Linked DNA regions of Mus musculus: regions 2, 3, 4, 5, 6 and 7 are each linked to region 1. A link is a contact called in public Hi-C, HiChIP or PLAC-seq and promoter capture Hi-C data. All regions are on one chromosome and are shown on one strand. The core of a region is the stretch at or near the end of the contact, and the rest is flanking DNA. Distances in the headings are between cores, read along the strand shown.

Evidence for each region. Promoter capture Hi-C pulls out the DNA fragments that hold promoters and counts their contacts. A called contact is a pair of places that touch in the nucleus more often than the background predicts. HiChIP or PLAC-seq counts read pairs in DNA pulled down with a chosen protein or histone mark.
Region 2: a contact with region 1 is called in an H3K4me3 HiChIP or PLAC-seq map of craniofacial prominence, with 8 times the contacts expected there. The contact joins the enhancer-like site here to the promoter of Mafb in region 1. A contact is called at or near these places in 6 of 39 promoter capture datasets (the HPC-7 cell line, cranial neural crest, embryonic stem cells and 2 more), 1 of 15 datasets of contacts at CTCF or cohesin (stem cell-derived epiblast-like cells), 10 of 484 Hi-C or Micro-C datasets (cortical neurons, cranial neural crest, embryonic stem cells and 1 more), 17 of 115 datasets of contacts at active chromatin or transcription factors (SST interneurons, astrocytes, craniofacial prominence and 10 more) and 2 of 9 other capture datasets (adipose tissue and embryonic stem cells).
Region 3: a contact with region 1 is called in a promoter capture Hi-C map of maxillary cranial neural crest, with 15 times the contacts expected there. The contact joins the enhancer-like site here to the promoter of Mafb in region 1. A contact is called at or near these places in 10 of 39 promoter capture datasets (the 3T3-L1 cell line, cranial neural crest, embryonic stem cells and 5 more), 1 of 484 Hi-C or Micro-C datasets (uterus) and 5 of 115 datasets of contacts at active chromatin or transcription factors (SST interneurons, craniofacial prominence, embryonic forebrain and 2 more).
Region 4: an H3K4me3 HiChIP or PLAC-seq map of embryonic limb bud shows a contact between it and region 1, with 8 times the contacts expected there. The contact joins the enhancer-like site here to the promoter of Mafb in region 1. A contact is called at or near these places in 6 of 39 promoter capture datasets (the 3T3-L1 cell line, cranial neural crest, frontonasal cranial neural crest and 2 more), 7 of 115 datasets of contacts at active chromatin or transcription factors (craniofacial prominence, embryonic forebrain, embryonic limb bud and 4 more) and 1 of 9 other capture datasets (embryonic stem cells).
Region 5: a Hi-C map of uterus shows a contact between it and region 1, with 3 times the contacts expected there. The contact joins the enhancer-like site here to the promoter of Mafb in region 1. A contact is called at or near these places in 10 of 39 promoter capture datasets (the 3T3-L1 cell line, the C10 cell line, the HPC-7 cell line and 6 more), 2 of 484 Hi-C or Micro-C datasets (both in uterus), 14 of 115 datasets of contacts at active chromatin or transcription factors (astrocytes, craniofacial prominence, embryonic basal ganglia and 9 more) and 1 of 9 other capture datasets (embryonic stem cells).
Region 6: a Hi-C map of rod photoreceptor shows a contact between it and region 1, with 5 times the contacts expected there. The contact joins the promoter of Chd6 here to the promoter of Mafb in region 1. A contact is called at or near these places in 4 of 484 Hi-C or Micro-C datasets (LSK cells, embryonic stem cells and rod photoreceptor) and 1 of 115 datasets of contacts at active chromatin or transcription factors (thymic regulatory T cells).
Region 7: a contact with region 1 is called in a promoter capture Hi-C map of liver. The contact joins the enhancer-like site here to the promoter of Mafb in region 1. A contact is called at or near these places in 8 of 39 promoter capture datasets (the 3T3-L1 cell line, 3T3-L1-derived adipocytes, the C10 cell line and 4 more), 9 of 484 Hi-C or Micro-C datasets (cortical neurons, liver, myocytes and 5 more), 12 of 115 datasets of contacts at active chromatin or transcription factors (astrocytes, bone marrow-derived macrophages, embryonic forebrain and 9 more) and 1 of 9 other capture datasets (embryonic stem cells).

Annotation. Positions count from the first base shown.
Region 1 is chr2:160,364,647-160,368,985 of GRCm38.p6, forward strand. Mafb (v-maf musculoaponeurotic fibrosarcoma oncogene family, protein B (avian)) reads right to left here and starts at 2,419. Exons shown (of 1, transcript NM_010658.3): 1 at 1-2,419. The coding sequence starts at 2,030. The coding sequence ends at 1,059.
Region 2 is chr2:159,399,193-159,403,531 of GRCm38.p6, forward strand. No RefSeq gene overlaps it. Among named protein-coding and RNA genes, the nearest start is that of Gm25090, 260 kb to the left of the region's middle. Within about 2 kb of position 2,504, at least 3 of the 459 cell types and tissues checked have an H3K27ac peak or open chromatin away from gene starts, as enhancers often do. A contact at or near this core is called in craniofacial prominence and neural tube, where this site is marked.
Region 3 is chr2:159,479,815-159,484,153 of GRCm38.p6, forward strand. No RefSeq gene overlaps it. Among named protein-coding and RNA genes, the nearest start is that of Gm25090, 340 kb to the left of the region's middle. Within about 2 kb of position 1,752, at least 4 of the 459 cell types and tissues checked have an H3K27ac peak or open chromatin away from gene starts, as enhancers often do.
Region 4 is chr2:159,498,633-159,502,971 of GRCm38.p6, forward strand. No RefSeq gene overlaps it. Among named protein-coding and RNA genes, the nearest start is that of Gm25090, 360 kb to the left of the region's middle. Within about 2 kb of position 2,604, at least 11 of the 459 cell types and tissues checked have an H3K27ac peak or open chromatin away from gene starts, as enhancers often do. A contact at or near this core is called in craniofacial prominence, embryonic limb bud and neural tube, where this site is marked.
Region 5 is chr2:159,564,051-159,568,389 of GRCm38.p6, forward strand. No RefSeq gene overlaps it. Among named protein-coding and RNA genes, the nearest start is that of 4933416E03Rik, 380 kb to the right of the region's middle. Within about 2 kb of position 2,086, at least 14 of the 459 cell types and tissues checked have an H3K27ac peak or open chromatin away from gene starts, as enhancers often do. A contact at or near this core is called in fibro-adipogenic progenitors and uterus, where this site is marked.
Region 6 is chr2:161,107,103-161,111,441 of GRCm38.p6, forward strand. Chd6 (chromodomain helicase DNA binding protein 6) reads right to left here and starts at 1,984. Exons shown (of 37, transcript NM_173368.3): 1 at 1,887-1,984.
Region 7 is chr2:159,730,575-159,734,913 of GRCm38.p6, forward strand. No RefSeq gene overlaps it. Among named protein-coding and RNA genes, the nearest start is that of 4933416E03Rik, 210 kb to the right of the region's middle. Within about 2 kb of position 2,012, at least 53 of the 459 cell types and tissues checked have an H3K27ac peak or open chromatin away from gene starts, as enhancers often do. A contact at or near this core is called in 3T3-L1-derived adipocytes, heart atrium, hepatocytes and 4 more, where this site is marked.

The DNA.
Region 1 (4,339 bases), core at 1,169-3,668:
ACGATGTGGATCTCGGCATCTGTCTCTCCCTTAGCTTTCCCTCAACAAAACTTAAAACTGAAGTGGGAAGGACGAGGGGGGCGAAGAGATAATCCCAAGGATTCCCCGGACAAAGTTGGGCTTGGTGGGTTTTTTCTTTCTTTTATTTTTACTTACAAACAAAAATGGCATAATAATAAACCCAAACAAAGACTCAGCTTGCTGCTACCTTCTCAAGATGGTTTGGCCGGGGCGGGTAATCTACAAGCCGGCCGGCGACTGAAACTCTGCTCGCTCGCTCGCAGCCGCAGGAGTTTGGGAACTGCATCCCTTCTCACCCAAAGAAACAAGGGGGTTATGATTCATGATCAACAACATGCTAAAGTTAAACAAGAAAATGGTACAAAATAGAAATTATTACCATACATGTCCAGCATGCAGGATTAATATTTTTAATGCAGATTTTCGTATTTTTCTATATAATCGAGCAGGCATTAAAACTGATGAGATTTTTTTTTTCCTTCGCGCGCCGAAAGTCCTAACTGAGGCCCGCGTCTCCGGCTGAGAGCCAGTGTTCTCCGTACTCTGGACAGACAGATCTGTCTGTTTTTCCTTCCTTAGCTCAGCCTTGCCTCGTGCCCACGGGGACTCCAGAGTCCCTCTCCTCTCCTCTGCTCTTCCTGGGACGAACTGAGTCCTGGGCTGCAAAGCGGCGGCCCTGGCACTCACAAAGTTCTCAGAGCCAGAAGTGTCCAGACGGCCTTGGCGACTCCTTGGAATAAGCCTCGCGGCCTTCCAGCTTGGAGAAAAGTTACTCCCGGACCTCGCACCCGCCCGGGTTTCTCTAACTCTGCCCAAGTCTAAGAGGCTGCGCCGCCCTGAGCTGCCCTCTTCTTAGCCAAGGTTCTCTGCCCGCCCGTGCTCCCGCCTGACTCCCGCGACCCGCGCGTCCTTCCTCCCTCTAGCTCAAGTCAAACAGGTCAAGGCCGGGGCCATGGCAGGGACAGGGAGTCCAGGGCTAGGGGCGCAGAATAGGGAGTCTGGGCCAGGGCAAGGGCGGGGGCCGGACCCGCCAGGACTCACAGAAAGAACTCAGGAGAGGAGGGGCTGTCGCTGGTGGAGCCCGCCTCCCTGAAGCCGGAGTTGGCGAGTTTCTCGCACTTGACCTTGTAGGCGTCTCTCTCGCGGGCCAGCCGGGACACCTCCTGCTTAAGCTGCTCCACCTGCTGAATGAGCTGCGTCTTCTCGTTCTCCAGGTGATGTTTCTGCTGGACGCGTTTATACCTGCACGACTGGGCGTAGCCCCGGTTCTTCAGGGTCCGCCGCTTCTGCTTCAGGCGGATCACCTCGTCCTTGGTGAAGCCCCGCAGGTGGCGGTTCAGCTCACGCACCGACATGGACACCAGCTGGTCATCAGAGAAGCGGTCCTCCACACTACCGTTGCCGCCCGCAGCCGTCGCCGCGGCTGTTGCGTGCGGTCCCGGCCCCGGGTGGCTAGTGGGTAGCTGTTGCGCGGGACTGGCAGCGCTGGACGGCGGGGGCGACGCTTGGTGATGATGGTGATGGTGCGGGTGAGCGTGCTGGCCCAGGTCATCGTGAGTCACACCTGCTCCTGGGTACCCGTGGTGCGGATGAGGGTGGTGGTGGTGGTGATGGTGGTGCGCACTACGGAAGCCGTCGAAGCTCTGCAGCGGCTGGGGCACTGGGTGCGAACCGATGAGCGCCTCCACCGCGTCCTCGGGCGTCAGGTTGAGTGCCTCGGGGTTCATCTGCTGGTAGTTGCTCGCCATCCAGTACAGGTCCTCGAGATGGGTCTTCGGTTCAGTCGGACTGAAGCTGGGAGAAGAAGGCACGGAGCTGCACGGAGTGCTGAGCGGGGTGGACGACACCGAGCCAGCAGGCTGCAGGCGTGTGCATGGCCGGCCCGGACGCTCCGCGCGCCCCAGGGGCTCCTTCTTCACGTCGAACTTGAGAAGGTCGAAGTCGTTGACGTACTCCATGGCCAGCGGGCTGGTGGGCAGCTCTTGCCCCATGCTCAGCTCCGCGGCCATCGCTAAAAGCGAGGCTCAGCCGCCGCTGCCGCGGGGAAAACTTTGCGGCCGGCCGGGACGCGCCGAGCCAAACGCGGGGGCGAAGAGCGGCAAGCCGGGGAGGCGGGGAGCCGAGGGCGCAGCGGGCCGGGGCCGCCGGCCAAGCCTTTGTCTGGGGACGCGGCGGCGCGCCGGAGAGTCCTCCCGAGGCTGCCTGAGCTGCCCCGGAGCTTGGGGCTGCGAGCGCGCCGGGAACGAGTCAGGTCGAGCCGGGGCAGGGTAGAGAAGCCGGCGAGGTGCGCGCAGGGGCAGAGGGGAGGCGCGGGGCAAGCGCCCGCCGCTCGCTCTCCGACTCTTTGGCTCTAGGGCTTTCTTGCTTGCAGCCGCTCGCAGCCCGGCGGTGCAGCTGTGCAGGAGCTGGCGCCGCCGCCGCCTTTTATCGCTTCCTGATGTCACTGGAGCGCGGGGGCCCAAGCGGCCCGGCGTGTTGGCCAATGGCTGCACGGCCCCCGCGGCCCAGCGACGCTGGGCGGGGCGTGCCTGACAGCTCCCCCGCCCCCCCGCGTCAGCTGACTGGAGACCGGAGGAGCCCCGAAGCCGTTGAGGCCTGGAGGAGGGCTGGAGCCGAGTGGGACGGACCGCCTGGTCCCAACCCCCAACACCCTCTGAGTCGAGGTTCCCGCACGCTTGCCTTCAGTGCGCGCCCCACTTCTGGACCAAGCCGCCGTTCCCACCCCGCTGTCTGCACTCACGCCTCCCTACATACTCTTTACACTCCCACCCTCGGCCCGTGTCACCCCCAAGTAGGCTCAGAATAAGCGCCCGGGATGTCGCTTCCCTGGCCCTTTGTTCCCAAGCGGCCCCCGCCCAGTGGGCGACGCTCCGTGTGTCCTCGGCGCCGCGGGCCGAGTGAATGTGTGTGGTGCGTGCCTGTGTTTCGGTAGCTCTGTCTGCGCTAATGTATGCGGTGGGGGAGGGCGGGGTTGGGGCTCCAAGAGTTCTGTTCAGATCTAACTCTTAACCTCTAGGAAGGTTCCTCGGGCCAAGAGACGCTGTTCCTCTCTTAGCCGGTTCAGTGATTGAGCTCAGAAGACAGAGCTCCAGTGGTCTCGCAGCTCCGTGCATTCGCCACCCCCCCACACACACCCCCAAACGCTCCCAAAGAAGATAAACAAACAAACAGAGTTGGCCCAAAGGCTCTGAATACCTTTCACTTGCCAGTCGTGTGGAAACCTTACAACTCCGAGGCTCAGAGCCGAGACCAACACCGGTCTGTGCACTCAGTGGCTCTGGGATGCTGGGGAACCCGGCCCTGTTTTTGTCTGAACGTTTTGTAAGGATTAAGCTGATCCAAGCTTCTGACGGCTGCAAGGAGATTCAAACAGGCATAAAGTGCGACCCCAAGTGGCCACGGTGCGCAACGGCGCCCTGAACCGGTTTGTTCTTTGCGGGAGGGAAGGCTTGGATGGCGTCTCGGACCCGTGCAGGTCCAGCTAACTGATCCGGCCAAGCCAGGCCTGAACGCAGGCTGTGTGCGGCCTGAAAGCCAGGGCAGACTCCTCTGGAACTATGCACAGGCCCTCCGACCCCATCTTTGGACTCAACCACTAACCCTCTCTGCTCACCTTTTCTGAAATTCCATATGCAAGCCTTCCAGGTGTGCTTGTGGGCTACTCCTCTCAGGAAAGGTCCTGAGCTGGGAAGATCAGTATTCTAAACTGAAAACGCCAGGTGACGAAGGTTCAGGGCTACCGGATGAGAAACTTCTCCGGAACGCAGACGGGAGGAGGAAGGCAGAACACTGGGCTTTCAGACAGGGCTGTTGGGCGCCGACAGAGACTCCCTGCCCTGGGCCAGAAGGGCAGGAAATGTGGGACTTTCCTCAGACCCCGACCCCGACCCCAAAAGTGAATAGATGTCGAATTCGCTGGATCCGGAGATCCGACCCGGCTCCCACGTCGCTTTTTGCTTCCCAGCTCAGGACGCGGAAAGATGAGCGTCAGAAAGCGCGCTGGGTGAGTGTGTCCTAGCTGCTGGCTGCACAGGACCTGCCCTCCAACACCGCGCACGGGGGGCTAGTGACCCGCAGCATTGACAACCAGACCAGACCTTTTCCCCCCTTTTAACAGAAAGAAAAATTTGCTTCCAATCAATAAGAAAAGCCTTTCCCCCCTTCTTAAATCCTTAGGGAAGGCGGGGTAGAGACTGGTCACAGGAGCCTAATTTTAACCAAATGGGTGTATTTTAACTAAAACTTCACCTAAAAGGTTTAGATCAGTGAACTGCTGGGGAAATCTCGAGCCCTTTGGAGAAGTGCGCTCTCGGCAGAA
Region 2 (4,339 bases), core at 1,254-3,753, 970 kb before region 1:
AAGAAAAGAAAACGCTCTGTATGATCTAGCTTTACGAACCATGTTCTTGGCCCCAGGAACTGGCCCCCTGGAAGGGTCCAACGGACCATAGAGCAGAAGGTACAGTTAATAATAAATTAAAAACGTGTTTGTTGCAACTATGGAGAGACCCTACGTTCCTCTCCTCAGCCCACATGATAACTTACTAGCCCTCTCTGCCCCCTGGGCTTAATGGGCATCAAAGTGAAACAAATCCATAAAACCTTTCCCTAAGCTGGCGGGGGAGTTCAGTGATTCACTCTCCTTCCTCTCTTGCTGCAGAGCAGCTGAGCTGAGCTGACAGAGGCACAAAGGTAGAAACCTTTCAGGGATTCAATCCTTGGGCTCTTTCTGTTCTCTGTTGTCCAATGAGAACCAAGACCCCCAAACTCAACGAGGCTTTGATGACAAGTGTCATTTGAACAATGACACCTTGTTGACAGTCTTGGCTGCCTTTGTGGTGGCCATGCAATCTGGGACCAGTGCCATGCTCTCCAGGTACGGTGACAACTGCACACAGCAGGAGACACTAATTCATACCCACAGGGACTACCCATTGTATATAGCAGGCTGAGGAACCCTCAATAGGTGACTTTGGTCTAACTGATACTTTCTCGGGACTATGCTACAGTCTATATTTCTGTCTCATGCCTTCCCTGCCTTCTCCGGTACCCCCTTTTCTCTTCCCGCAGACATTCTTTCCCTTTGAAACAGATTGTTGTAAATCTGATCCCCACTTCTCAGAGAACCCAAATGAAACAGAGTGGTACCAGTCTGTCCGATGGGGACTCGAGGAATATCTCATTCATTTCCCACGTGTCCCAGAGGATATCTTCCTGAATGGCATGAGGGACAGAGGTAATAAGCTTGTTGTCTCTTCATGAGAGAGATGCCCTTCTGTTGAACAGCATCATGCCCTGGCAGAGAGGGAAAACACTTGCAGTATATAAGTAGCACACTTGAAAAGCATCCATGGCACGATACCTAAAATTTACAAATAGACAAGAAATAAAAAGAAGTACAAATAGAAACTGTGTCTTGAGCCTGAAACATTTGGCTAATTTTCTAGGCAAGTGATAACAAAATACCGTAGACTGGGTGCCGTAGACAGCAGAAATTTCAGAGTGCCAGAGACCATACTTCTGAGCTTGCCTTCTTGCTGTGTCCCCTCATGGCTTTTCCTCTGTTTACATGTTCCAGTGTATCTCTATGCTCAGATTTCTTCTAACAAAGCCACACGTATATTGGAATTTGCCCTAAAGGCCTTATCTTAGTTTACTCTTTTAAAACCTTATTTCTAATATGATTCTGTTCTGAGAAGCTGGGAGTTAGAACATAGGCATTTGGAGGGACTACAGGTTAGGCCATAACAGTTATTCAACAATATATTTGGTAGTATGAGTAGTATCTCAAGGGGGGGGGGGATCTAATTCTGAAGTTAAAAATCAAGGCCATGGCTGTAGACCAGGAGCCTGAGAGGAAAGAAATGGAAGGTCACACGAGGAAGTTTGGGGCAAAGCAGAAGGGTGGATTTTTAAAATCACTCTTCAGTTCATCTCCCCCATAAAGTACAAACCATGGGGTAGGCACTGCACAACCAAGCAGACTCCACTTCCCAGCTAGTGGACATCAGGCAGCTTCCATGGGGAGCCACCACAGACATAACAAGATGAACACTGGCAAAAAAGTGCCTGCCCTGCAGAATAAGAAGCTCCCATGCACAACACAGCATGAGCTCCAACTTACATAAGCCAGTCTGGGTGCTGACAACAGTGACCAACAAGGAGCCCCCCAGTATTACACTGTTTTCTGGGGAAAACATCCAGCCATTTGTTAGCAGGTGGCTTCGTGTGGCCCTTCTTGTGCTTGGCAGTTACACAAGCAGCAGTCCTGTTTAGGAGTGACATGCTATGAGATTTCCTCTTTGGTTGCAGGACCTCCCCCGTTATGCTGAATGGGTTTATGGAATACCCGATCCATAGACGTAGAACTTCACACATCATCACGCCCACAGTTGGTCATGAAGAGACTCACTTCTCTTCCAAGGAATGGGGTTGGAGTGAACTGTCATCCTTATAGGTTTCTGGCACGAACAACATTGTCTTTAAGCTCCTAAGTCTAAACTGTTTGTTTCTTAACCTGCTTTTATTTATTTATTTATTTATTTATTTATTTATTTATTTACCTTTGGCCCTTTGCAGTGGCCAGCTCTGTGGCACAGTTAGAAAGCACTCTGCACTTTCCCAAGCCTCCTGTCTCTCAACCCTTTCATTAGGACTCTCGTGTCAGCACACGCTTCTTGGAGGACTAGAGTGAATACAAACCATGTCCCTGCTGTATGTGTCCCAAGTTTCCAGGATCCAGGGGCTGCTGAATCTTGACCTCTGCCCTTTTCTTACCCAGAGTGACCCTCCTTACAAGGTTAGCTGTGACTATGCCAGATGTAACAGCAGAGCTGAATGCCCCCTTTCTTTAGAGAGCAAGCAATAAGATAACAACAGGGCTCGGATCACCTGATGGCTTACTAAGTTCCCCTATTCCTTCTGACATGCCTGCTATGGTTAAACTTTTGGCCCAGGGGAGATTAAAACATGTACTAATGGACACATTCAACTTATTTCTAAAAACTGGATTTTGTGATAGTAGCAGTTAGAGTCTTAGACATTAATCCTCCGTGACATCATATTTCAGGCTTCGGTAATGCGTTCCAAATGTTACGGGTCTTGAGTTTCAATGAGGCCTGAGCAGATAGTTTCCTTTCTAGGAAAACCAGAATACTAACGTGTCTCATTGCTACATTTTCTGTATTTTAAAGATGTTTCACTTAAGGAAAATAAACACCCAGTGGTATTAAGCATCAATCAACAGAGTCCTGAAACACGTGTAGTTGCCTTATTTGCTGGGCCGACAAGCTGTCAATTAATTTGAGTCAAGCTAACCTCAAATGTTTGAGGGTTTCCAAAGAACAGTGTTTTGCCCAATTCACTATAGGAAATGACTCCCGAGTCCCTTATGTTGCTTTCTAAACATAGAGCTGTCTACAGACAGTAGCAAAATAAACACACAATAAACCCTTTTCTTTACATATTCCTGAAAACACACTCTATCAAATTTACAATTCCTGTGCCACACTCTTTATTTTCTCTCTTTTTTGCCTTGCACATTCTAGGTGCTTGCTCTAACTCTTTTGGCCACTGAGGTGTGTCCCATGTACCTTTGTGGCTCTTGAGGTCTCCAAAGAATTGATTCTTGAGACCAGAGGGTGCTTTTATTCTTGTGATTCTGGTGTCACAAACAAGACAGGGCAGGGACAAAGCAGTCATTTCTGGTGTGTGTGTGTGTGTGTGTGTGTGTGTGTGTGTGTGTGTAGTGTGCATGTGTGTGCACCTGTGTGGATATATGTATATGTGTGTGTGTCTATATGTGTGGTGTGCATATGTGTATTGTGTGTATATATGTATGTATATTTGTGTGTGTTGGAGTGAGTATGGGTGTGTGCTGTGTATGTATGTGTGTTGTGTGTGTGTGTTCTCTCATATATGTTTGTATAGGGATATCTACCAATTGTAGACTCTAGTTTATTTTAAAAGAAGGGGATACATGGGATGAAAGGAATCTTTATGCTCTCCTCATTCGTGCACAAAGTAGACCATTTTAAAATGCCTTTTTCATTCTTAGTATCTTTGTCTTTGCCATCTACACTACTGAGGTTTCTACACACAGGGCAGCCTGGCAGGTGAATGACTTGGGGGTGTGTGTGTGTGTGTGATTTTTTTTTTTTGTTTAAAACGGAAGAGTACACTTCTTTCTTCATGTTTGAAGCAAATGAGTAGGCTGCAATTCTACTGAGGCAGTTAGTTTCAGTGACGGGGCCCTGGCTGTCTCTTACATGTGCCTGCCTCTTGCAGAAAGATTATGTTGTAGTGTGTATGGACAGTAGAGCTTGGCCATTGTTATCTGTGGGAATCTTGCAGAGAGGGAAGAAAATGGATTTAGAGGGACTCATAAGACAGGCTCCGAGCTTTTGAGGCTTCCAACAGTTCTATCGCTCTCAAGCTAAGGCCTAGTGTTCAGAAAAGCACGGTGCCGGCTTCCCTGTATTTCTCTGTCATGTTGTCTTTTGATCAAAATAATGCTAGAAGGTCACTCCCTTGATCTGGTTAGCATCAAGATAAGGTCAGGCATTAATTAATGTTGAATTACCAAAGAATTCCTATGGAAATGCATATGACATCTACATTATAGCCATAATTAGCTAATTAACCAATCAATTATAATGATTAATGTGATCGTAATGAATGTATGGCAAATGGTTATTAAT
Region 3 (4,339 bases), core at 502-3,001, 890 kb before region 1:
ACTTTATTATGATGATTTTAAGACTTCTCATGGTAAAACACTAAGGACCAATACTTAGCAGGATATAACTATTACATAGACAAAAGTTGATAAATATCTTGGATGTTTCCTTGTGAATAAATTGTCAAAACAGAAAATGTATCTTCTAGCCAAATTCTTGCTCCCATACCCTGACTTTCTGGTTCACCATTCCAGGGAATTTTAAAAGAAACTCACTGGCAAAAGGAAAGGCCACGCCGAGAATCTTTCCTGGACTTTGTCAATTTTCATAGCAACCTGCATTTTGGAAGTCAATTTGAATTTACCACTTGATTTATTAAGATACATAGATTTTGGCGTGGGAAGACTTTTTCCAGATTTTTCTTTCTTTCTTTCTTTCTTTCTTTCTTTTTTAAATCATGTGATCAGTTTAGAAGATTTCAAGGGGAAGCTGATGTTTGCCAGAGTTCCATCAGAGTTAGTAAAATTAAAACTCTGTGGGCCTGGGGATGTGGCTTAGTGCACAGTGCTTGTCCAGCACATATAAGCCCTGGGTTTGAGGCTCAACACTTCAACTTCTCTGCTCCCGAAAAAAAAAATTACATGTTGTTGCCAGGTGAGGTGGCACACACTTGCAACATCAGCCCTTGGAAAGCTGAGACAGGAGGATTGAAAGTTTGAGGATAGCCCTGGGATTCTATCCACAGAAGAACAAAACAAAAGAATAAAAACAAGGCAAAACTAATAAACAAACCAGCTTTCACAGACCATCTTCCCCAATGATGATTGCCCCTAGGCAAGACAATGTTGGCCTTTGCCCAGGGGGGATGATCAGACTGGGATGGGAAGTGTGTCCAGGTTGGCACAGGGAAGGAATAACCAGGCCCATTTCTGGAAGAGCACAGTCAGTATAATCATTACCCCAAGGAGTAAAGCCCGTTCATGTCTCGCCCAAGACTGATCTGTATGGAATCTTATTTCATGGTGGACGCAGCGATACTAGGTCTTCGTTTTAACAGACTTTTTGTTTTGTCAATACCAGGTTCAACAAAAGGCTCTATTTGTACTGTGCTCAGGTTGTTTAGCAAGGACAAGCCTTGTGGAGGGATGGGATAGGCTACGCGGCATCAGTGACTTTCCTAGGATATCAAGGAGTCATGACATTAACCGGTTCAGGAAGACAGGTGAGCAGTTAGGCCTTAGAAGTAGATGGGAGTTTGAGGTAAAGGAAAACATGGGTAAGAATTTTCCTTCACAACCGTGTATGTGCACAATTCTATATAAAATAGTAGCTTCCCAGTAAACAGGAAGTTATCGGAGTCCTTCTTAGCTGGGTATCCATTGTCCCAGTATTTGATATGTCTGAGGATGTTAGTGGATACCAACAACTGTACTAAGGAAGAACTGAACAAGCAGAATTGTATACCTCTTCCTGTAGCAACATGACCTAAGGTAGAGATATCATCTCCTTGACAGCCTAGTTTATAAGTTAGCCCAAGGCTAATGGTCTCTGCCAACAACCATTGACCTCTACGCCCAAGGCTTTTTTGACACTGGGAGCCTAAGTTCTGCCATCTATACTCACCGCTCTTCACTGTTAACTTATCTGATGGGGCTGTTCTCTTGCAAAGCTGTGTTATTCTTGTAATGCAAAGTGACAGGGAAAATAAAAACACCCAGCTGAGAAAAAGCCACAACGTTAATGTGAAACACAAACTTTCTGTTCATCTGAATCTTAGTTTATTTTAAAACAGAACCATAACGGCTCAGATCCTGGTGACTGGGAGGGGCTGTTGCTACAGCTGCCCTGTTCTCAGATCCTTCCCCAGCATGCCTTCTGGTCTTAATCCTTAGCACTTTTCCCAGGAGCCAAGGTGGTATGATGTGGGTTTGCCCTCCCTGAATATGGCTTGAAGACCAAGGGAAGAGCAAATTCTTCAATTTACAGTAGATCAGTGCGAAACGAATGTCACAGTGTCCTCCCCACCAACCCTGAAGTCCCTCGGACTGCATAAAAGCTTGGCCAGAGTTCTGCAGGAGCTTTGTTCTGGATGAATATGGCTTTTGTGTTTCATCTGAACCAAGTTTGGGGTCTGATCCCAAACTCTCACAGCTGGCACGGAGCAACATCTGGTTGGCATCTTCTATATCCTGTGTTTCCTGGTGTTTGCCTGCATTTTTGGGAATTAGCTCAGCTTTCTTATTTTTCTGAATGTTTTCTGAACAGTATTAGCCATATAAGAATGTTTGCCATATAAAGCCCCAGGGAGAACCCTGCTATGTAGGCTGTTTCCTGTCCTCATTCCACCCCAAAACTGGAAAAACAAGAGCCCAAGGAGGAAAATAGAAAGAAACAGTCCAAATAATAGAAGAAAAGCAGGAATGCTCCCAGATGACAGGGCTTAATGAATCATGGGAGGTAAACAATGTCAAATTATACCTCTCTAAGAAGACAGTTCAAGAAAGTGTCCACCAGGTTAAAGATTGGTGACTTGCATTCAGTGGGGCATGATAATGGTCAACTTGAGAAGTTCATGGGATTGAAACAGAAACACTGACTGCTAAGTGGCTTTGGCATTGATTAGTATTTTGCAACCAAGGTCCACAAAACAATCTCTCCCAGAGAACACTCACAAAGTGTGTCTGCCCAAAGATGTAGCCTCAGTTATATTTTATATATGTTTAAGGAAAGTATTCCATTTGTTTTACTTCATTTTTAAGACAAACTGCTTACTTGAACTATATGTAAATGAAGTTTAAGTAGGTGCGGACGAGTGAGATACTGAATGCATAGCAGGAACTGTGTGGTAGGAATGTACAGACTGACAAGGGAGTAGAAGTCAGGATCTAAAGCCAGGTAGGTGAACCAAGAGACCACATGCCAAGAAATGGTGTCATCTGACGATTTCTAGTCCCTGAGAGCTAAGGCTCAGCTAATGTAAGAATCGAGGAGAAAGCTCCTTCCACCAACGGAAGCATGATCACAAATGCCTTAGCCATGGATGTTGAAATGTTGCGTGCTGCGGGAGGAGTTAGGATGGATCATAGAAAGCAGAAAAGATCCCTAGCAGGATACACTGGGCCTAATTAGGCACACATCTGAATTCTTCTAGGAGAATGTGTCTTTGAAGCTCTCTGTGGATGTCTTGCCCCAGAGAAAGGCCAATGCCAAGAACCTGGTAAGTTACCCTGCATTCGTCTGAACCTGTTATGCCAGGGAAGAAGGACAAAGCCAGATTACAACAAGCCAGGAATCTGATACCCAGGCAGACAACGAGGATCCAATGAAAAGCCACAGAGATGTTGCAGAAAGCCATACAGATGTGGTCTAGGTGAAGGAAAAAGGTATGGGGTGAGGGGATGGATCAGATAGTAAGTGGGACAGTAACTAAACATAACTGCCCAATCTTTTCTCTGAGTTTGTCCCTTAGGTTAGATCAGAATACTCAACACCAGATTGTATTATTATGGATCCACACACCACATTCAGTAGCATGTGTAGCTTTTGAAAGTAAATTTGTCTGTGTAAAAAGATCATATGTCCAAAAACTTTAAGAAATACATTGTAATTAGAAGAAAGAATACCCTTTCACATCTACACTGTGAATCGCACCTCACATAAGTAAATGCTTTTCATATTTTGGGATATGCATTCTACTGTGTGTATGTGGGGGGCAGGTGTGTATGTGTGCATGTGCATGTGTGTGTGTGTAAATGTGCACTCCTGTAAATCAATTCGAAGCATAACAATGAGGTAAGCACACAATAAGCCAATAGATAAGAAAAAGGGTTTATAAATGTCCAACAGAGCTGCAACAGGAACTCTGTTGTGATCTTGCATTTTTGAATGATGAATGTAAGTGGCGGAGAAAATAGGCTACATTTATGTGAGTGGTTCTGAGGCATAGGAAAGGTGAAGGCATGTAGGTAAAGATAGCCACATCCTGGATAGAGGAATTATCAAATTTTGTCATGATAATTTTTACTACCTCTGAGGCATTGGACTGAGTTGTAGAACAGGTCACTGCCTACTCTTAGAACATCAGACTTGCCAAGAATCAGTCAACATTTGCTAAAATAAATCCAAAAATAGGTTAGTTCATTTTCTTTTTCAAGAGGAGTCTTCAGGCTAGTGGTGTAAGAAGGAGTCAATAAATGGTCCCTTAAACTAATTGGTGACTTGAAACAAGATATTTTCTATTTTGTGATCGACACATCCTGGATAATAATACTGAAGTTGGAGGAGTTTTAAGGTAACGGTAGTCAAAGGATGTTGTAATATAATCACCATCATGTGAAGGCGAGAGCAACTCTATCTCAAAACTGGTCTTATTTCATAAGAACACACACATACACACAC
Region 4 (4,339 bases), core at 1,354-3,853, 870 kb before region 1:
CAACTTCATAGATCTCTTCCCGCTTCCACCAAGTTGAGTAGCATCACTCTGACCTTGAGCATAGGCCTCCGTTCTTTCTGAGTCCAGAGAGGCTGCCTGCATGGCACACCTCTGAAATGTGGAAGTAGTACTGGCCCTTATGAAAAACTCCACTAAAGAGATTGAGGAGCCAAGAGGGAGCAGCTTATAAATTCCAGTACCCTTTCTCTGATGGGCCTTTCTACACTGTGGTGGTTCTTTGTAGCATGTTCAAGGAAACACTGCATTTAACAGCAACCAGATGTGTTGCCTTATTAAGTGGGGGCTAGTATATTAAAATACCACCACGTGTTTGCTTTGCTTCCTAGTTTTATGCCCCACTCCCTTCACTCACTGTCCTGCAATCACACTCTTCCACAAAGAAGTACATGACCTTCACATCAGGCAGTTTTCTAGGAAGCTGGGAATGTCCTCAGTTCTGTCATTCATAAGACTCATTACACTTAAGGAGTAGCTTCTCACTGGCATGTCGGGGAGTCAAGGCATGAACCACACACAGAGAAAAGAACCCTGCTGGGTAGCTCAGCCTGGAAAACAGACTCGAGTGAGCTTTGACCATAGAAAAGATTGAGATTAAGTTTTTCCAAGTTACATGTTCAGATATTTTTGTTTAAAACAAAACATAGAGTCTGCCAATTTTTACACAAAAAGCTTTCCATCCATTTATTCCATGTATTCTGTTTCCCTTCAAAGATTTTATGATTATCTAAAATTATATTCCCTTCCCCTTTATCACTAACTAGCTTTCTAACATGAAAATCCTCATAGGTGAGATTTATACTATTATGTTTACAGTGGAAATCCTAGTGTTTGGATAGAACGGCTATAATCTTTGTATTGCAGAGTCAGAATTTGAAACATTGATTTTAAACACTCACTTTCTTCTTCCTATTGATTTATAGGCTTAACAGACATTAATTGAATATTTATACATGCAGACCTATTTCTCAAAATTCTTTCCATAGCAACATTTCTAAAGTGACTGGACATTTTGGGTGTCATAGTTTTGATGGCAGCGAGCTCATTAACCCAAAGTAGAACTGCATTCTGGGTTCAAGCCAAGTTGATAGTCAGGTAATATGCACATACTCAAAATTGCTTGGTAAAATGATTGTAATTCAGTCAACAAACAATTTAATACTAACTGTAAAAAGCAACTATATGATTAATTTGTAATATAATTTCAAACATGCACTCATTAGTTCAGGTTGATTATCATGCAACGAGTCACAGTATCATAGTTGAGTAGGCTTTCTGTCAAAGAGTGATATAATTGGTTATAAAGATGATTGAATGAGGAGTAGCTCGAAGAACCTTCAAAGCTGTCACTAGTTCAGCAGATACTGGAAGATTCTTCTGTCTATGACAAATTGTAATTCTGCTAAAGACGTAGTTTCGATTTAGTGATCTTAAAGAAATCTAATGATATCAAGACAATAGTATCTCTGAGCTTAGCACTGTGTGCGTGTACTCTGGCACTCACCTAGAGCTCTGGAGTAGACTGTACAAAAGCAGCAGAAGTGGGTGGGACTCCTTCATTGCTCTAGTTTGACCCAGAGTTGACAGTGGAATTGTGAGGAGGGGTCAAAGGGGTAAGCCCTGCTAACCTGGGTCACATGGAAAATGCTGACATCTTGGAGTGAGTCTGCATGCACTGTGAGGTCAGCACCCAACTGCCCTCTGGATGCAATGGAGGCTGTGTGTCAATAGCCTAATGACTCCCAGTTGTACGGGGAAATCAGTAAGAATAGTGTGTACCATCTCTCATGTCCAATCATGGCTGTGATAAGGGCGTCATTAAGGTAAAGAGCCACATTCAGCAAAAGTCCCTACCAGATACTTTAAAAAAATCATCATATGGTTTCTAATCCATCATAGGTTCAGGAATGTTCCACAATGTCACGTCTGTGGAAGATGATGATGCTTAGTGATCAGAATATTTTAGAGACTGCCTGTGCTCCAGAAGTTATTATAGGTGAATAGTATCAGTACGTCAAGCCTGGTTTACACGTTGCCAATAGAGATCCTGCATATTCTTCACTTACCTTCCTCCAATTACAGTGGCATTGGCCACCAGAGTAAAGCGTTTAAATAGAAGCTTACCATGATTTCATTTGTTAACAGCTGACTACAAAATTTCCCACCTCTCAGGAGGCTTTACGCGCATGCATGTGTGTGTGTGTGTATGTGTGTGTGTGTGTGTGTGTGTGTGTGTGTGTACGTGTAAGTATGCATATGTGCAAGAACATGCTGTGCTTGTGCGTACATGTATGGTTTACCTATTTGGAAAGAGTACTTTTCCTTGGATCCCCGTGCCAAGGCCATGGAGTTTTCAGTCCTTGCTCCACAGAGGTGGAGCTAGATGTGAAGCACACATTCTTTCTATTTAAGAATATTCATCCCATATGGAGAAGTGGACCACATTTATTAATCACTCCAGAAAGCATGTAATTTCATTAGATCAAGCCCTGTTTCTAGGCATTGACTCACAGGAGGGAACAGCTTCCCAGCGACCCAGAGCCCCTACGACATGCTCTGTGGAGTACTCACTTTGGGGCCAGCTGCTCTAGTGCACAGCTGGAATCCCAAGCAGCAATGGGTAATGGTACGCCAAGGGCCATAGAGCTGTCACAGCCCAAGCAGGGTTATTTGTGGCTTCCAAAAAGGGGCTGTAACCTTTTATGATATCCACAAATCTCAGCCTTCAAGAGACAAGGAGAAAATGCAATCATGCTGTTTGACCTGGCCAGTTCTCCCCCCCCCCCCCGCCCCCCAATGCCAGTCTGTTCCCCGTATCTGCACAGCCATCCCAGGAAAGGAAAGAAAAATAAATAAATAAAAAGGATACTACCTTAAAACCAGCCGAAATGGCTGGACATCTTTTCTGATCCAGCGAGAGGAAGTTTAAGAAAGTTGTTGGCAGGTAAAAACTTACAAATGAGAACCACTGAACCCTCTGAGTTATTTACTAGGGGCTCAGAGTGTTTTACTTTTGAGTTAGGGTGTCCTAAATGGCAGCTGTAACATAAGCATAGTTATGGCTACATCTGCCATTCTTGTCACTCACGAGGCTTGCCAGTGAGCACTTCAGTGCTTAGTAGGACACTTGGAGAAGTGTTTTCCTTTGTCACTTTGACGTGCATGCAGTCTGTTCATTTCCTTTATTCTGGAAACTTCTTTGATATACTCATATTTTTACTTTCTTATTTCTTTCACCATGGGACCACATAAGCAAAAATGGTTACAAGAGTGGGCTCTCGAATCAGACACTTAACCATAATAGCTCTAGCACTTACTAGTTATGTGACCTTGGTATTAAGGTACTGTGGCCACTTGATTTTGTCCCTCTAAATTTGTGTAGTAGAGTTCTAAATCTTCAGCAAATCATAATGTGATCTTATTTGGAAGGAGAATTTTTACCTGGGTAGCCAAGTCAAAATGAGGTTAGTGGGTTGAGCAGTTATGCAATGGGACTGAGGTATTTGTTAAAGGGAAAATACTAGAGATGGACACAGATAGGACATCCTCTTTCCAGAAGACAGGGGTATCATGATGCTTCCACAAGTCAAAGAAAACTACAGAGAAGGCAAACCACTGGGTACAAGTGCAGAGGCCAAGAAGAGCCTCCAGATGGGATTTGCTCTTCTGAGACACCCAGCACCGTATCTATCCTCCATTCTCAGCTTGGTCAGCACATCCTGCCAAACCTAGTGAGTATGCCCTCTCACCCTCAACCTGCTTACCCTCGTTCTTAGTGCTCCTGCAAAACCTAGTGAGTATGCCCTCTCACCCTCAACCTGCTTGCCCTCGTTCTTAGTGCTCCTGCCAAACCTAGTGAGTATGCCCTCTCACCCTCAACCTGCTTGCCCTCGTTCTTAGTGCTCCTGCCAAACTTAGTGAGTATGCCCTCTCACCCTCAAACTGCTTGCCCTCGTTCTTAGTGCTCCTGCAAAACCTAGTGAGTATGCCCTCTCACCCTCAACCTGCTTGCCCTCGTTCTTAGTGCTCCTGCCAAACCTAGTGAGTATGCCCTCTCACCCTCAAACTGCTTGCCCTCGTTCTTAGTGTGGACAGTCCCCACACTTAGTGACTGGCTTATAAGAATAAGATTCCTAAGTAGGAATCCCACCTGTGCCTTCCCAACCTACAGGTGTGTAAACCCAGCCTTCAGTATCCATATCAGACACATAACCAACAGAAAAAGACCATATGCCCAAGCCTCATCCCCCCAATCTACCAGTCCTGTAGAAGAAATGCTCTCCCATGAAAATTACCTCCATAAAACCCAGGACAGACTTTA
Region 5 (4,339 bases), core at 836-3,335, 800 kb before region 1:
TAGATGTTGTGTGTGTAGGGAAGAAAATATAATAGCAAACTGATCTCTCTGTCTCTCTCTGTCTCTCTTTGTCTCTCCCTCTTTCCTTATATCCCCCCTCCCTCTTTCTGGGTGTGTGTTTCTTATGACATAACAATATCATAGCATGTTAATGGATTGGGAATATGTGTAAGTGTTCAGATGGAGTGACTAGTGAATAAAGGCATTCTTACATCAACATAAAACAACTTATTTTACTTTATAATCCCAATCTTCAATGTAAACTTGCTTACCTTAATTTTCATGTCTTCTAAAACAGAAACACCTAAATAGTGAGTCTCTTTCCTTTGAAAAGCTTTATCTCCTATGCTCTTAAATACTTTCCTACTAACAGAGCTGAGTCTATGTATTGTCTATCATCTGCATGCATTTTTCTGTGTGTGTATCTGTAACACTCACTTACTCCATTCTAATACACTTGAATCCAGATTGAACATATCACATCTCTTCATGTATTTTCTTTTTTAAAAAATATTTTTATTAGGTATTTTTCTCATTTACATTTCCAATGCTATCCTAAAAGTCCCCCATTAACACCCCCCCCCACTCTCCTACCCACCCACTCCCACTTTTTGGCTCTGGTGTTCCCCTGTACTGGGGCATATAAAGTTTGCAAGTCCAATGGGCCTCTCTTTCTATTGATGGCCGACTAGGCCATCTTTTGATACACATGCAGCTAGAGTCAAGAGCTCAGGGGTACTGATTAGTTCATAATGTTGTTCCACCTATAAGGTTGCAGATCCCTTTAGCTCCTTGGGTGCTTTCTCTAGCTCCTCCATTGGGGGCCCTGTGATCCATCCAATAGCTGACTGTGAGCATCCACTTCTGTGTTTGCTAGGCCCCTCTTCATGTATTTTCATTGTGTGTGTATATATATGTGTGATCATGCATGTGTGGGTGATCATGAATGTGCATGTCTGTGTGGAGGCCAAAGACAACCTCAGATACCATTCATTCCTCAGGTGTTTTTGGGACTTTACAACTGTGCTTTCTTTCCAGTCTTCCGTACCTTGGTTAGACTATCACAGTCCATTGGTCAAGGTGCAAGATTCACATCTGCACTTCAGTTCTTATTCAGATCTCACTAGTTTTGACACAACGTTCAAGGATGAGGTCTGCGATCTAGCCAAGGATCATAAATCTAAGCATGCTCCTCTAATCCACATCCCTTTGTTCTCCTCAGGTCTGGAGCAGAGCTCTTCCCTTCTTTCTCTTTGGTAATCTTGACACAGTTGAGAAGTAGCGGCCAGCTATTTAGCAGAATGTTTCTTAATTTGGGTTTGTCTGGATTTTTTCTCATAATTAGGTTCAGACTTGCTACTCTTGGCAGGCAGACCACAGAAGGATGCTGTGTCCTGCTCAGTGGGTCGCAACATGAGGCACATGGTGTTGATTTATCCCATTTCTCTCCTGTGATGTTAGCTTTAATTGCTGCATCCAATTGGTGTCTGCCAGGCTTCTGCACTATGAAGTAACTATTTTCCCTTTTGCAGTTAACGTTAGGGAGATGCTTTCAGACCACGCATATGTCTTGTTTGTGTCTGTACTTTCACCTACCCCTTTCCACATCCATTGATGACCCTTGCCTAAAACAATTCTCTGTGGTTGCCAGTGGCTGGAGTTTTCATTCCATCTCGCGCTCTCTATTTATTAGCTGGAATTCTGATGTATCTTTTCCATCGATGTCCTCATTGTCTAAGCCAGTCTTGTTCAAAGAAGACATCACTTGGGAGTTAGTGTTTCACTTAGTTACTTACTTAGTGTGATCATTAAGACATTAGACACAAGGACATTGTTCTAAAGAAGAGAACATACAGACATCCCAGAATGTGCTGTTCAGTAAACAGTAAGTGGAGCGCAATTTAAATAGATCCTTAAAAATTAGCACAGGGAAAGACGTTGTGCAAAAGTCATCAGAATTCAGAAAGTGTGGCCCAAATCCCTTTCATAAACAGGGCAAAAGCTTTTGCATCAAGTCTTCCACAACCTCCCGCCCTCATCTCCAGTGAGAGGGTGTCAGCTCCCAGCAACTGAGAGCTGACTCACAGCTGCCTCCACCCTTTGCTTCTGGGTCAGCAACTCTCCCAGATCAAACTTCATGTCACCATGGCATAGGTGAAGATGGGTGGACCTTTTTACTCTCTGCCTTTCTTCACATCCCGCAGTGTTTCCTTCTTACAACCCATAGGCAGAGGAGGCGATCTTCATGTTGATTTTCTTTCCCTTTGGCTCTCAGAATGGGATGTGCTGTCAACTGTAGACATATGTGTTAGGATTACAAGAGGAGTTAGACAAAGCACCACATCAACGCACTCATAATGCCACAGGGTCCTGCCGACACCTCCTTCTTCATCCTTCCCCTCTGTTCTCCCCATCCTGGGGTAGTGTTTCCTTGTCCTCAGCTCGACCCTAGCTGCTGCTCATCAGTTTCCCCCGTGACTCAGCCAAACCCTGCCAGGCCTTCCTTCACCTTCACTCTCCTGGGGTTTTGCATCTGGGCAAGTGGCTGTCTTTCGGCCAGCCTCTGATCCTTCTTCCTGGAACCCTCTGCTGCCACATCTGTCAGCTTGAGGTCTCTGACCCCATCTGGCTTCTTTCCTGGGCCATTGGCCCTCTCCCAAGGACAGCCAGAACTCCTGAGTTAACAAGCTGGAGTCACACTGTTTCCCTGTCTATTCTGAATTAATAGTGGGAAAAGAAACGGTCTTCCTTTTGGCTCTCCGATGGAAATTAGAACCTCTCAAAAGCAATTCCCATTAAGAAAGGAAGATAAAACAGATACCAAAAGAGTAAGAAACATTGTTTAAATGACCCAACTTTCATATTAAAGTTAATTTTGTGCATGCTTTATTAAGTGATCTAAATAACAGTACTATGTCTTACAGGCTACCCTTGGCAGGTGGCATCTGTTAGGGAGTTTTGAATCTCTTCTGCTCTTATCTTATGAGTAAGAGAGCATTGTATTATGACACTACAGTGGTGTAGTCTATGCCTAGACTGTTCACAGACGGCTTTCTTAGAATCACATGTTTTGCATAAGGTAGGTGGTGCAATAAATATGCACTTGACCTACCTTCCCTCAGACAATTCAGAATAACCTTGGTAACTCCTCAATTGTCTGGTAGTTTAGGCATAAGAGCTCTAGCTTCTAAACTGAAAAAACAGAAAATAAAGTATATCCCAGAGGATTACTCTCCAACAGCATTAGAAGTTTACATCTGTTAAAGTAATATGGTGGGGTTGAATCTTGATTGGTAGAACAGTTGCCTAGCCTCAGTAAGGCTCTGAGTCCAATCCCTAATGCCTCAGAAACAAACTAAATAAGCTGTACATGTTAGAGCTCAACAGATATAAGATTGCTTCTATTTTGCTGGATTATAAGTTAGTGGAAGAACATTTATTTAATATGCACCAGGCCCATGGTTCAATGCCTAGTACCATAAGCAAACAGATGAAACAAAATCCCCAGAGGTCTGTGCTTGCAAGGGCAAAGTTGGTAGTGTTTATCCAGCATGTTTCTTCTTACTTTGTTAGAAGGACTCAGGGTATCTTATATATCATTGTATATGAAATTTTAGAGTTTGAGATACTGAAAGGTTGAGGAAATATAGGATAGACAAATAGGAGAAAGAAAGTAGGTGTGGGGGTAAGCTGGCCAACAATGTAATCAATTTCCCTGAAAGAAATAAAACCTTTCATTACTGTCTGGTTTCCATAATCGAGCATATTTTCTCTTATTTCCAAACAAGTCGCTGGAGTTATGGATTAGAACTACTAACATTAAGACTTTACAAACATGCTTCAATGGTCATAGTTCTTCTCTAAGATAGGATGTTGTAATGAGAGCTAAATGAAAAGAAAGAGATCACAGGTAGCTCTTTGAAGGTTTATGTTTTTCCTTCTTTGGTCTTAACATTTTACAGTAAACAGAATTTTAACAGTGGCCTCTAAGTTTCCACACTAGAATGCCTATAAGCCAAGAAATATCACTTCACAATCATTTTACATAGATGACATGGCATTATATAATTATTGCCCCTAATCTGAAACATTCTCTTCTGGAGTAAATCTCACTGAGAACCAGAAATAAATTAAATTTACAAAACACAGGAAGCAAATAAAACTCACAAACCTCAGGAAAGCTCCTGAAACTTACAAGATTCACCAGACCTTGTCCCTACCCTTAAAGTAACAATTGCTGTGGAGAACTTTCTGATTGGCTGGGCCACTGCAAGTCATTCAAGGAAGCTTCAGGGATACAGTTTTCTTTAGTCATTTGTCATAGTGTATGGGCTATTTG
Region 6 (4,339 bases), core at 734-3,233, 740 kb after region 1:
ATGCCTGATTTTTTAATGTGGATGCTAGAGATACAAACTTGAGTCTTAATGCTAACATGGCAAACACTTTACCACACAGGCCATCTTCCTAGTCTTTGGGTTAGTTTAAATACAAAACATTAATAATCCATCTATGAAATCTTGGGACAGAAGGAACTCCAAATTAAGTCACACCGCTTCACATTTTCCCAGGCCCTTGGTTAAAGGGATGGATACACCCCTTATGTGAAACCACCTGCTCTGGTTGGCATAAACCAGGCTACATGACAACTCATGCCTAATCATTTTATCATACACACATCTCAAATCCTTCTGTTGCCAGAGAACCACAAAGTTCACAAAAAACTCTCTCAGAGGCTGCCAACCTGATCTTCCAACTTGGCTTCCAACTAAACTACTGTGCTACCCACAGTGAATGAGACAGACCCGCTCACTCCCTTACAATAAGTCAAGCACTCAGAGCTCTGAAAGAAAGCATGGTGTCTGTCCAGACTTTTCCAAAAGCACCATAAGCAGATCCCCATGGAGTATGCCAATATGAGGGCCTACTGGCATGGTATTCTTATATACCATTTGGGAAATAATCAAATCCTAGGCAAAATATTTCAGACACTCTTGAAAACTGTCAATATTTAAAATATCTATTTTCTCTGTTCATGGATCTGTTACAGCAGAAATGAACAGTTTCTTGAGGGGTGGCAAAAAAGGCACAAACAAGCCCCGGAGAAAGATGCTCAGAGATGCCAGAGACTCTCTAGAAACCTTGGCCAGATTACTAATGGTCTATAAAGCCTAATTTGGAGAACACGGGCCTACGAGCTCAAAATTGAATTATACTGCCTTATTAGATCCCACACTCGTGAAACCACAGTCATATTAGTCATAACTGAAACTAGGAATACTCTATGTACACAAATATAAAGTGCATGCTTATGCATTTTTAATTGGATCAAATAAAACTGAAGCTGCAAACAAACTCACATTTCAATTATCTCACTAGTGCGGGGATTTCCTAATAACCTCGTTTTAAAACCCAAGGAGCTGCCAACCCCTCTCCACATCTGACAGGCATGGTCCCTGGAAATTTTAGGAAGGACATTCCTCCGTTACTTCTCAACAGAGAAGAGAAATAAATACCCTGAAGGAAACAGATTTTTTTCTTTTTTTTTTTTTCATATTCCCTCTCTCTAATTTCTTTGCAAGCTCTAACATGCAATCTAATAACGCACCAAACTTGGCAGCGGGGTAGCTTGGTGGCTTGGAGTCTTGAGGGCTCAAATTTTCGGGGGCGAGTGCGCGTTAGTGCGTGAGGAGCCGGCCGGAGGGGCGCGCGACCCGGGGACGCGCCGGGGCCCCCGCCCCCTCCCGGAGCAGCAGCCTGGCACCGGCCCACCCTCCTCCACCCCTGCAAACAGACGCAGGACGCGGAGCGGAGCAACTTCTCCGCGGGGGCGGTAGCGGCTGGCGGGCGCGGGGGTGGCCCTCACGCGCCGTGGGCCGCCGGGGTCCCCTGGGAAGCCTTGGCAGGCCCCGCCCCGCCGCAAAGGCCCGCGCTTGGGGTCTGAAGCAGGACCCCAAGCCTGGGCGCGTGGCCCCGCAGTGGCGCTCTCCCAAGGACGGAGGGCGGGCGGCCAGAGCGCGCGGCAGCCGGGAGGGGCGGACGCCAAACCCCTCGCCTCAGGCCTCGGGGCCCTCGGCCTGGCCGAACGCCCGCGGCCGCGCTCGGACCCCTGCCCGGCCGGGCCTCGCGCCGCCGCGGCCCCTCAGCCCCGCTCCATTCATAGGGCAGCCCCATCCCGGCCAGCGGGGCGGAGACAGGGTCCCCGCGGGCAAGCCCAGCTTGTCGGGGCCAGGCAGGAAAATAAAAAGTTAAGAGAAGAACTTACCTAAAATGGCTCCTGCAGCAGCCAAAATACAAACAGCTATTATTTGGTGAAGTTTAGCTCAGACACCCTGCAAGGACACCCTAACCCAGCTTGGGCCCGCCTTCCCTGCCGCGCTATTGGGTTTCGCCTGCCCAAAACACAGGTTCATTGGTCGTGTGGGCTGCCGATCAGACAGAAGCCCGTTTCAAGCTTGCTTGCAGGAGCGAGTGATGGGCTTGCTCCATTGTGCTCGTATTTGCATGGATGTGATCGCAGCGGTGATTGGTCGATGTCGGAGCCGCTCCGCCTCCCAGCCTAGATCTCCCCGCCTTGCAGACAGCGCAGCTCCCGGCCCGCCCCCCCGGAATGAAGCGGCCGGGCCGCGGGGGCGGGGCGGGGCTGGGGTCCCGCAGGCGGAGGGGGCGGGGCGGGGTGCTGCGCTCTGTTTTGCAAGCAGGGGGCGAGGACCTGGGCGCTGGCCCGCGGCTGGGGCTCAACCTGCAGGTGGAGGTCTCGCAGGTAGTGGGCAAGCAAGCTGGAAAACCCGGGATTGGCTCTCCGGAGGTGGGAGAAGATGTACTGGGGTCCCACGACGTGAGCGCCCCGCCGGCGCCCAGATCCTGCAACGCGCACTCGAGGAGAGGTGAAGGTCCCAACGGACAGGAAAAAGAAGATGCTGAGAGGCCGAGGGAAGCGAGGAGCCGGGTCGTCAGTCTCCAGCTGCTTATACTGCAGATCCGCCTGGCTCCCTAGCATACTAGGAACGTCTTCCCAGGGCCCTGCACACCCCGGGAGTTTTCCAGCCCTGAGGATCCTGCAGCGCATTGGATATGCTTCAGTAACATCAGGAGTGGAACCATGGTGTGTTTATTTTCGGGCCTATCTCCACTACCATCCTTGTAGCATCCTCAAGGACAGGGCCTAGCATATGACAGAGATTCAACCAATTGTTGTCTTCCGTAATTCGTTTTTTAGCAGCTAATTTTTAAGTGCCCACTAAATACCTGACATTGATCTGAGACGGAGGATGTAGCGGTCAATAGGACAAAGCCCTTGCACTCACCGAACAGGCAAAGGAAAAGCAATAAATAAAATAAATAAATGAACACAGAGGCAGGTAGTGATAAATGCCATAAAGAAAACAGATGGCGGGAGGAAGGACATCAGACCAGAGATGGGGGAGGAACAATTAGGGCAAGGAGGAATTTAGAGCCTATCCTGCCTAGCTAAATATTCCTCATAGCATCCTCCCTACTCTGGGACCTGGTGATCACTTTTCCTCTTCACTCCTGCCTGTCCCATCTGGAGTGTTTCCCCAGTGAATACTTAAATAAAAGAAGAAGAAAAAAAAGTCCAAAACTGGCTGGACTCTGACTTTAAAAGCTCACTTTATCTTAATTAAAGCAGGAATGATCTGAGTCTGATGACTCCAAGAGCAGTTTGTCAGAATTGTTTAGGATGAGGGTGGTATGAGTGTGTCAAGGGTAATCACAATGTTAACAGAGCCTTCCTGTACTCCCTAAGAGAATATGTTTAGCTTCTTAGAAGTCCTGGTTGTCTTATGTCTTTCAGCCAATGGCCCTAATTCTCTTCTGGGTCCTGCTTCTTGTACTAGCTAGTTTTATGCCAACTTGACACAAACTAGAGTCATCAGAGGAGGGAGCCTTGATCAGACTATAGGTAAGCCAGTAGGGCATATTTTTAAATGATTCATGGGGGAGGGCCCAGCCCATTGTGGGCAGTGCCACTCCTAGGCTGGTGGTCCTGGGATCTATAAGAAAACAAGCTGACCAAGTCATAAGGAGCAAGCTAGTAAGCAGCACCCGTCCATGGCCTCTCTATCAGCCCCTGCCTTCTGATTCCTACCCCTTGTGAGTTCCTGCCCTCTCTGCTTTTGGTGAGAAGTGTTACATGGGGCTGTGAGAAACAAAACCCTTTCCTCCTCAAGTTGCTTTTGATCATGGTGTTTCATCACAGTAACAGTAATCCTAGCTAAGGCACTTCTTCATTTCTTGGACTACCCCAGTAATTTGTCTAGTTTGAAAGTGCACATCACATAGCTGTCTCACCTGCCACCTTTTTCCATTTGTTTCAAGGATGGCCACAATGTGTCACAGCCCAAACTTTCTCCTCTTTCCATCTTTCCTTAGCTATTAAGTATCAGCTATGTCTGTAGGTATTGTTTTTATAGATACAAAGATAGAGTATTAAGGCAGACAGCATCCTGGTTCAAAGGGAGGCTTGCAGTCTGGAGACAAGACAGAGAGAAGTACATCCCAAGAATCGCCAATCCTGCCAAGCTGGTAGCTAACTGTCCTTGCTCTGGCCTCTTAAGAGATAGCTTACTTACCTTCCTATCCAGTTTCTGCAACAACTAATGGACCAGAAAGCTGGTAGTCAGACCCAGTCAGCCCAAATACCAGGATCAAGGGTTCTAGAGCTTTCAACAGTACTCAAGGGGGCTGACATCTATG
Region 7 (4,339 bases), core at 762-3,261, 630 kb before region 1:
ATCTGACTGGCACCTGTGCACACTGGGTTTCCTTGGCCTCGGACAGATTTTTACAATTCATTTTGCCTCTGACGGGTTATTCTTATGGGGATTCTACCTGAGCCCCTTGGCACAAAGGATCTATTTCCCAACTGGTCTTATGAGAGAAAACCTTTGGCTTCTTTAAATGTGAACGGTTTGTTTATTTGTTTTCACCATCCTCTAACTTCAGGTTTGCAAGACTATCCGTGTTTTTCATTACAAACACAGCTTTATTAGAGGTTAGCTCTCTTGACACCAGTGCAATCATTATGTGCCTTTATAGGCTAATGTGACTGTGACAGGAGTTTCTTATGCTTATTAGGACTTCATATTTATGAAAATTGCACTTATTAGCATTGTCTCTAGATCTGGTTATTTAATATGTTAAGGATTTTTGAAATATTTTGATAACCATGCTTAATGGGAATTGCTTGTTTTGCGATTCCCATGAATGAAATTTATGCATTAAAATCAGCAATCTGAGGACTGGTGATCACTGCATTTTGTTGAGTTTGCACTCTACCTTAAATCATCTCTGCTCTTGTCCTATGTTCCTCCCTAGCAGCTTTGCAAGCAAAATACCCTTAAGGGATGAAGGTCACTACTCTTTCTCCAGCTCATATGGCTGACGTCTCCATGGGGAGCATGTAGTATGACCAGGGCTTGGAAACCATGCAAGAATTCCCTGGCCACAATTCCTACTTGGTTTGCTGTGGAGGTCTGCTAGCCTGCTGGGGCACACTAGAAGAGCATCTTCTCTGTGTATGTGTTAAGGTGCTCTCAATGTAATTGGTGAATAACATGCTCTGAGCTCTCCCTAAGCTCCCAGCCAATGCCTTTGGCTTTCCAGCCTCCTGCCAGGGCTCCAGACCTCCCACTATTTGGGAACCTAAGAGTAAATACTTGGCAAAGCAGAACACTGCAGGAGCTGACTCCAGTTGCATAGTTGATTTCAGTTCTCATTTGTCAGTGCTTGGGCCTCACTGGTTGCTGGAACCCTTTGGCATATCCACTCTGTTCACAGAATCCAAAGGAAGAAGTGAAGCTCTCCTGATGGGTCTTTCCAAGCTGCCACTAGGTGGGGAACAAAGGGACATATGTCCTACTCCTTCTTCTCAAAGAGCAGAAATATTCTGGTATATTTCCCTAAACATATCACATTTTAGTTAATCACAGTGCTCCAATCTTAGACTTTTCAGGTAGCCTTTGGTACACATCTGTATGGCTCATACTACACATATATTCATTGAAGTTATTTCAGGCAACATGTGATCTCACACACACACACATACACACATCTATGATGGGATCCATAGAAGAATATTGAACTATAGGGGCTTTAGATTCGGTGTTGGCCTTTGGAGATATGTGTAGAGGGACCATGAAACTGGGAGGCAGAGAAAACTAACAACGTAAGGCCTCCAATCTAAAGACAGAGTCCACTAATCCTGAGTTGCACTTCTGGCACGGGACGGTGGCCCTCCCACTTCTCAACCGGGGGATTCTTTGCTACCTGCCTGCCCACCCAAGGGCCCAGCCTCAGAATAACCCTCAGCCCTCATCTGATCTGTTACCAAAGAGACAGAAATAAGGAGGCTTGAATGCAGCACACACACTGATTTCCTGGGTAGCCAGTTTGTGTCTTTCATGTCTCAGTGCTATTTTGAGGGAAAAACAAAAACAAACAGACGAATTTACTGAACAGGAGGAAAGGGCTGCTTCATTTGTTGCTAATGGGTGCTCTAGGCTTTGTGGGTTTGCCTCTTGGAGGGCAGGCAGTTGTCTCCCAGCCAGAGTCCTCCTGACTCTGGCATTTAACAGGGTCTGCCTTCAGTGTCTTAGCCAGGGTTTCCTTTGAGAGTAAACAGCCCCTTACTACTTACTGCCTTTTACACCACCAAGAAAATGAGATTACTCTGAGAGGAGACAGCAGCTCCAGGCTGCTGTCGAAAGGGCGCTCTGACTGTTTGTTTGGCTGAAAGGCACCACACAGCACAGCTCAGGCTTGTTTAAAATTAGCTTCCCCCATAAATCACTTGCACAATGAAGTGAAGTGCCTGCCTCTGCCCTCTGACATATTTGTGTCTCTGTTTATTTTTAATGATGACATGGCTCTTTCTGTCTCCAGTTGGCTCTGTATCTTCCACATTCCCAAACACTAAAATCAGTGCCAAATGAGCAAAATCTAAGAAACGGCAGGGAAAAAGGATTTCCTTTGCTTGAAACGCAGAAGATGGTGGAGAACCTGAGTAAGGCCCTTTCTGCCTTAACCAGATTATAATGCCCTAAAAAGGTTTCTATGGGGAAGACAAGGGAATGATGACAGTGACAACATTAAACATGTAGATACAACAGTCATACACAAAAAATGAAATATTTTTAGAAAGAAAAATAAATGCAAACAAATATAAACATAGATGATAGATAGATAGATAGATAGATAGATAGATAGATAGATAGATAGATAGATAGATAGAGGATGGATGGATAGATAGATAGGTAGGTAGATAGTCAAATATGTGATCCTCTGAAGAGCATAAGAGGTTAGTGGAGGGACACAGTGAATATGTAGTTCATTAGCAAAACCTTTCAACTTTGATATCCATATGGTTTTTTTTTTTCTTTTACAAGTAGTGTGATCAGAGTTTCTGCCCTAAAGCCTTGGGAGAACTAGAGGCCTGCTACTTCTAAATGAGTATACAATCTCATAGTTGTCTCCAATCCAAATTTTATTTTAAAAATCTATTTATATAGAGCTAACTTCAATAATTTATAATGGGAAAGACACGATATTTGACCCAGCGATAAGTCCAAAATATAGAATATTCTTAGAGACAGGGCAATTTTATTAGACATGTCACCACCTTTCCAACTTAAAAACTCTATCTGCTAGGAAAAGCTCCCAGAACAACTTTCCCACCCATCGCACAGAACACAAAGAAAGAGAAGCAAAGTAGCCACCAGGACTAAAACTCACGCAGGAGGCCAGAGTCAAGAGTCAGGGGTGTCAAGGAGATGATAGCCAACTTGGGTGGACCCGCCATTTATTATTACAAATAGGTAATTTACTCAAAAACTCTGATTGGAAGTGAAAAGTGTTCTGCGAGGGTTCTTTCTTGTGAGTGCAGTCTCTGTGAGGCAAGGATGATATTCATTTTCTTATTGCAATTTTTGGTAGTAGCATCATTGGGAAACCACCTGTAGATCTAGGAAGGAGAGGTATTCGCTCACTAGGTCACAGTACCCCGTAGCATACGGCAAGGGTGCAAACATAAAATTGCAGTATCGCTGGACCGCAGGGATGATGCCCTGAGTTTCTCTCGCCTGAGCATTGACTTCAGAGATTCAGCTATCCCTGCACTGCTCTGATAGTGCTCTGCTTAAGGAGAGCTGGTTAGAGCTTAGGCACTGCTCTAGAAGAAGCACAGTTCATTGTCTTCTCAGGAAAGAAAGTCAACTCCTCCCATGGAGAAGGGTGCGAAGATTAAATCGTAACCACATATATAAGGAGAGCCAAGTGAAAGTGATTCTCATAAATCAAGATTATCTACTCATTTGCTGACAAACAGTAGCCTTCAATAAAATTCTTTCATCTTGGGTAGATAATATGAAAAGTACTTTTAAGAATTGAGCATAAGAATAGCTATAGGAAGTAATCTATAACGAAAATGGTTAGCAATAAGGTGATAAAAGATAAAAAGGAAGGATATGAACATATATCAAAGTAGTGAATGACTTTGTCTCAAGGAAGTAAGGCAGAGAGCAACAGATGAAGACAGCCAGCATCTCCCTCTGGCCCCTGCATGTGTGTGCACACATGTGTACACACATACTCAAGTGAAGGAAACACACACAAACACACACACACACACACAGAGTATGACCATGGAGTCTATGTTTGAGTCAGTAAGAAGCCAAATCCATATTGTATGAACTCAAGATGAGGACAAAACTCCGAGTTTGAGGTCTCTAAAAATACAGGTATAATGTCAAAGGAAGAGAAGGGAACAGGACACAAATGAATGCAGTTTTGAAGCAATACCGGAATGGTTAGGGGAAGACAACAAAAACAAAACAAAAAAATAATAAATAAATAAATCAAATCAGAGAAAAGATCTTATAGTGCATTGCCAAGGAGTTCATGACATTTCAGGGAAGTCAGTGGGTGGGAGCCAAGTGTGGTTGTGCGGAGAGCCGTGCACAATAGGCTCAAAGGTTAAGAAAACGAAAATTGGAAACTTTGGATAATTTGCCCAAAGCCAAGAGTTAGAAAGGACAGGCAGAAACTTCAACGTATGAATTATATATTAGACTCAGC